Regions from separate parts of the Zea mays genome. Here region 2 is linked to region 1. A link is a contact called in public Hi-C data. All regions are on one chromosome and are shown on one strand. The core of a region is the stretch at or near the end of the contact, and the rest is flanking DNA. Distances in the headings are between cores, read along the strand shown. Region 1 holds the start of LOC100273331 (Protein PLASTID TRANSCRIPTIONALLY ACTIVE 7). Region 2 holds the start of LOC103652525 (ABC transporter G family member STR2).

The links. A called contact is a pair of places that touch in the nucleus more often than the background predicts.
Region 2: a Hi-C map of tassel shows a contact between it and region 1, with 2.7 times the contacts expected there. The contact joins the promoter of LOC103652525 here to the promoter of LOC100273331 in region 1. A contact is called at or near these places in 5 of 25 Hi-C or Micro-C datasets (endosperm, leaf, seedling and 1 more) and 2 of 3 datasets of contacts at active chromatin or transcription factors (leaf and seedling).

Annotation. Positions count from the first base shown.
Region 1 is chr3:210,003,230-210,006,281 of Zm-B73-REFERENCE-NAM-5.0, reverse strand. It overlaps LOC100273331 (Protein PLASTID TRANSCRIPTIONALLY ACTIVE 7), which reads right to left and starts at 1,550. Exons shown (of 4, transcript NM_001360238.1): 1 at 1,411-1,550; 2 at 1,201-1,290; 3 at 272-624. The coding sequence starts at 1,545. The coding sequence ends at 292. It overlaps LOC103651277, which reads left to right. Exons shown (of 3, transcript XM_008676903.3): 3 at 1-6.
Region 2 is chr3:210,343,951-210,347,002 of Zm-B73-REFERENCE-NAM-5.0, reverse strand. LOC103652525 (ABC transporter G family member STR2) reads right to left here and starts at 1,398. Exons shown (of 3, transcript XM_008678085.2): 1 at 869-1,398; 2 at 1-752. The coding sequence starts at 1,336. LOC103651283 (chloride channel protein CLC-e) reads left to right here and starts at 2,051. Exons shown (of 8, transcript XR_002268197.2): 1 at 2,051-2,505; 2 at 3,028-3,052.

The DNA of each region.
Region 1 (3,052 bases), core at 301-2,800:
TTGGCACCCGAAAATGTGTACTGCTAATTGCTAAAACATACTTGAGACAGCGCATCATCCATGGACCATTTTGTGAGGTGATAAATGTAGCACGATACTTGTGAGTTCATCCCTTTTTCTTCAAATTTTGACTACACAGGCCCTCTTGCATGTCAATTGACACCACACTCATCCCAAAGGTACAGCTGATGAAACAGACAGACTGATAAAAGGAAAAGGAAAAACTGTACAAAAAGAAACACCTGGTAGTAAAATTGTCGAATGCACTTACCAAGTAGCACGTGATTTTACTCAATTTCCTTCCTCTTTAATGAAATAAGGACCAGGCTTAATAGGATAAGGATAAAGGTAACCCTCAGGCCGAGAAAACCCAGCTTCATTCATGCGGTCACTGAGAACATGCAGTATAGGCTTCTTCAGCCCATATTCATGCCTGTTCTTCTCAAGATAGACATTAGCTTCTTCAGCCACCTCCATGGTGAATGCAAATCTATTCTCTTGAGATAACATCAGCTGATTAATGTCCAGGCATATGATCTTCCCATTCTCCCTTACTTTTCTCACCTTCTCCTCTAGAAAAGGGATACGATCCAACTTGTAACGCAACATGTCATCCTCTTTGGTCTGCAAGTATGATACATAGTTAAGTGTGACGCATAGAGGAAGGTTAGTAAATGCTGTGAATTCAAAAGGGTGATAAACGATTGTCCCACGTGCATAACCATAGACAGACGTGACTGCTACAGAGATCCATTGCAATTTGCATTCTATTGTTTGCATAAACAACTGTGGCATGTCAATGCCATAGTTGTGCCTGTAGGTCCACTTAATTAATGAACCAATGGTGAATAAGGCTACATTGTTAACCCAAAAGAGAAGTGGAATTGTCACTTGGAACAGCTAGTACTGATGATCTTGGAACTACAGCGCCGATGATGCTTTTTGGGCCTCCTAAACTGCTAAACATAATTGCCACTCGGCTGCACTTCTTTGTAAGGCTGCAGCTGTTGCTGTTTGCAACACTGTTTTGTACCGCTTTGCAGCAGCTGCAGCGCTACAGGAATGTTGCCTTCAAACCTTGTATAGATTATACTGATTCCGAAATTTGGTAGAAAACTTCTCCTTCTAGCGTGCTAATTCGCTACCATGCCGAGTGAGATAAGTATGGAATTCCAAGCATTGTTTGGTTGATGCAAATACCAGTTTCCGACGACGCCACACTCGCCGCCCGCTGCTGGCCCGCACGTCCCCACCTCCGCTACTGCTCCCAGATTCACTATTGCGCTTCTTCTGCGAGAGAATGGAACAGAGTAAAACAAGGGCAAGTGTGTGCGAATTGGGGGATGCTGCCAGCTGTGGGAGGAGAAAGAGAGAGAGAGAGAGAGGAAGTTAGCTCGGTTGTACGTCCACCTGGGCTCTCATGTAGATGGTGACGCCACTGCGGCCTAAGCTCCTGCCTACTCGCGCGGAGAAGGGGACGCCGGCGGCCAGGTGACTGCCGTGGTGGTGCGAAGCGGCGACGAAGGAAGCCACTGCCATAGCCATTTTGCAGGAGAGGTAGCCGAGTCTCTGACGGTCCCACTCCCACACCTCATCCTGTTCCCAAGCGCTTTTGGCGTTGGCTGCTGGCAGACGGCATGGGTCCGTTGGGCCAAAAGTGATCAGGCCCCGAGAATTTCCATCGGATCGACCCACGACGGTCTAGTTTCGGAGTGTCGCGCTAGTTAAAAAAATATTTTTTAATTCATTTTACCCTCTATCATTTCATTTGAGTTAGTTCAATTTATCCCTTGAACAAAATTTATCTTTTTATTTCTAAACTAAGTTTTCAATTTAAATTTTGTTGATTAGTAGTTAATATCATAATTTAGTCTAGAAAAAATATTTTATTTTTATAATTATTTTCATTGGTCATAGATCAGAGAAGATAATAATTTTAATGATACAAAATTAAATATAAAATAATAATAATAAATATTAACATATTTTTCTGATATAATTTATGATGTCCTCAATCACATCAGAAAATACGAGCTTGAAATTTAATTTGTATATAAAAAACGAAAAAGTCAAATCTTATTGGTTGTTCGGAGATGAAGAATGCACACAGCAGCGACAATGACCTTGTCGATATGCAGGGCCCTAGGAAACCACATCTTGTCCTCACTAAACAAGGTTTGTGTAATCTTCGTGGTATTTTGGATTATGGCTTATAGTTGTTTCGTATCACTCCATCCTAACATCCTTGCTTACCATGAGAGTTACAGTACATTTCGATTTATAATATGACAGACTAAGGGTTACATATTTATGGACCATAAAGGAATCCGTAAAGACGTGAGAAATACGGAAATGGGTCCTAGTCACTCTAAAATGTGCCATTATACACATCTTGGATTCTTTTGCGACTGCCAAACAAGTTCCCCCAACGGCCCAACCAGCTCTGATTGATGTATGCGACTTTGTCCATAACGTATTCATTTTGTCACATTTAAAATGAAGTGTTTTATCTTGACGTACCAGAATAACACGTTAGGGTTACCATTTTTTCACTGAGATCAAGTTGTGTAATGCTGGCTATTTCCCAAATTTATCTTCCTAGGAATTATTTTTGTTCTGTACAATACCATGCGTGTGAAAAATCATACAGAGTATAGCTAGCAGATTAAATTGATGTTACATGATATGTTCAGAACTTTATTCCTCTTAACTTGTTTGCCCAAGTTTAGAATTGGGATCTACATCATAACTTACCTACATGTAGTTTCTCTATATATATTTCCTACTTCCTACTCAAGAATCCTGGCATGAGCCGAATCATTGTTCTGTTATGCTGTTTATTGGCCCTGATCTATGGAGATTGCTAGTTCCTTTTGCACAATACTGATTATTTGCCCTTTGTTGCTTGATGCAGATGATTGTTGGTGTCTCTGTAAAGAAATAAAAGAGTAAATGTTCCCTCTCTCTTGTTTTGGACTTGTGCAGCTGTGTTGTTGCTACTTGGTTTTGGACCAAGATGATGAAGCTCCAAGGCTATTTCACGTGCATTTGA
Region 2 (3,052 bases), core at 149-2,648, 340 kb before region 1:
TCGTCCTCGTTCACCGTGTACGCGCTGCTCAGCGGCGTCGGCGTTCCCATCACGATGTCCGGCGTGTACCTGTGGTTGCCGGGGCCGGGGCCGGGGCCTGGCCTCCCGTGTTGCTGGTCCTTGTGCCTGGGGCGCCGGGACGGCGTCAGGCGCACGCCGCTCCACGGAGACTTGGAGTGCTGGCTCCTCAGGCTGCGATCGAAGTCGTCGTCGTCGCCGCCGCCGGGACCCGAGATTGGCGTCTGGACGATGCTGGACACGGTGGACAGCCCCTCGGCCCCGTAGGTGGCGGTGAGCTTGGGCGGCTTCAGGCCGGTGAGGCAGAACTCGGCCAGCGCCTTCACGCCGAACTCCGACTGCTCGTACTCCTGGATGACGTCCAGGAGGTGCTCGATGGAGCTCTCCCCCTTGGGCACCTTGCGCCCCATGCGGCCAAGGTGCGCGGTCACCTCCTTGGGCCCACCGCTGTACATGAGCTGCCCGCGCGCCAGGATGATGAGGTGGTCCAGCAGCAGCAGGATGCGCGAGGACGGCTGGTGGATGGTGAGCACCACGGTGCTACCGGCGCACGCGATGTCGTGCACCTTCTCGATCACGCTGTGCGCGCTCGTCGAGTCCAGCCCCGACGTCGGCTCGTCCAGGAACAGAAGCGCCGGCCCGTGGATGATGTCCACGCCGATCGAGACGCGCCGGCGCTCGCCGCCGGACACCCCCCTCGTGCCCTCATCTCCGATGTACGTGTTTCTCGAGGACTGCATGCATGATATATAGGTGTCTCAGTGTGTTCTGTTTTGAAGCAGAAGAGTAATGCAACAGTTGCAGTGTGTGTGGGTGCGGTTAATAATACTACAAAAAAAAAATATCGTACGGTGAGGCCGAGCTGCTCGATGAGGTTCTCGACGCGGAGCTTCTTGTCAGAGGCGGAGACGGAGGAACCGAGCCGGAAGTCGGCGGCGAACATGAGCGTCTCGTAGACGGTGAGCATGGGGAACAGGCGGTCGTCCTGCATGACGTAGGCCGATGAGCGCTTGATGAGGCTGGGGCTCATCTCGACGCCGTCCAGCGCCACGCGGCCGTCGAGGCTGGCGATGCGCCCGGCGAGCGCGTCCAGGAACGTGGACTTGCCGGCGCCGCTGGGGCCCATGACGGCCGTGACGCACCCCTTGGGAGCGTACCCGGTGATCTCGTGCAGCAGGTCCACGTCCTTCTTCTCCCACTCCCCGCCGGCGCCGCGCTGCTTCTTCACGACCGTGTACGTGAGGCCGGTGAACTCCAGACCGCCCGTGAAGCCGAACCGCCCCACGCCTGCTGGCTTCTCCGGCTGCTGCTGCGCCATGTCGATCACCGTCTCCAGGCGGTGACCGCCGCCGTGCCGGCCATTGTGCTGGTGGTGATGTTGATGCGCCATGCTGTGCACGTACGCGCCGGTGTGGTCGCCTATGAGTTTTATTTGTAGGCACGCAGCTTGTATGCTACGTACAAGCATATAATTTAAGAGCGTTACCTCCCTTGTCCGCGTGTCACTACCAGCTTTGTTATTTTGTACGGTTGGTAGATGCCTGGTTCCGGGCGACGGAAATGAGGATGGGCAACGCAGTGTGTCATCGGAGTGAACGTTTGCTGCGGTCAGTTTTTGGTCTTGACCGCCGATGTTGACTTGGGGCAGCTCGTCCTCGACACTATCATGGCCAGATCCAAACAAAACTATGTTGAAAAAAATGATTCTAGAAATGGTGAACTTTTTGGGTTTATGAAGGTTGCGAGCAAGACCAATGTAGGAGTGAGAGTTCCCAAGATAGAGCGTCAGCTGGCAGCAGCCTAGCATCGCCAACGTCCAGGGCCAGGCCCAACGGATCAGCAGGCTAGCATCGCCAACGTCCAGGGCCCATCTTAGTTTAGCAGCATGCTTGTGCGGCAGAGGAGAGAGAAAGCGAGGCAGGCTCCGAGGATAAAACGGGACGCGTCGCGGGTTCACGGCCACGCAAAAAACGAGCGAGAAAAAGAAAAAAACGGCTCCCTCCGGCCTCCGCCGAGCGACGGTACAGCAAGTCAGCAACTCGGAGTAGTTCGTTCGCTTGCCGGCGTGCCGTTTCTCTCCCCCCCTTCACCCTTTGCCTTCGTGAGCCAGTGGCTCAGCGCGCAATTCACGATTTACGAGATGAGGCTGAGATAGCCGGTGAACGATCAGAGCCCCCCATGGCGGCATTCGCAGCCCCCTCCTTGTCCTCGCTCATCCTCCTCGCCTCGCCCCACTCCGCGCCCACTCTCCTCCGCCTGCGCCGCGCGGGCGGCCGCTCTCTGGAGCTGTCGTCACGGCGCGGCGGGAGCGCGCGCCTTCGGGTCGTTCGACGAGCGGTGACGGAGGAGGAGAGCGAGGCCGCGCGCGGAGACGAGGAGGTGGAGGAGGCCCCGGAGGAGCCAGTGGCTGGCCGCGACCTCGTCACGCTCGCCGCCTGCCTCGTGGGCCTCCTCACCGGCGTCTCCATCGTGCTCTTCAACCTCTCGGTACGGTAGCCACCTCGCGAGCTCGACTCTGGTCTCATGGTTTCATCCCCGGTGTCAAACAGAGGCCGTAGTACGGTTGAACTTCAGAGGCGAATTGGTTGAAGGCAACTGAACAGCGGGTTTGGTCTTAATTTTGACATTCAGCATTGCTCAATCAGTTTGCTATGCTATCCAGTCACATTACATTCTGACAAGTCCTCGGATTTAGCATTAGTTCCCACCTAGAAGGTTACATGCTTTATCAATTGTCCTCCAACCTTACAGGTTGTAGGATCACCTTAGTTCCGCCTTGTTTAGTTGTTTATACTAATTCACAGGCTTCAAATGAACAGCGGGTTTGGACTTGAAGTTGCCTCATTGCCTGTGTCACCTTTATATGACACACTCGGAAATCTGTAACATATTGGGTCCATTTTTAGCACTGAAGAGTGAAAATGCATTGCTTAAATCATGTGCTGTCCGTTTAAAGTACATCATATTATTACATACTGTGATTTAAGATGCCCATATTTCTTGACATAGGTTCATGAAATACGTGACGTATTTT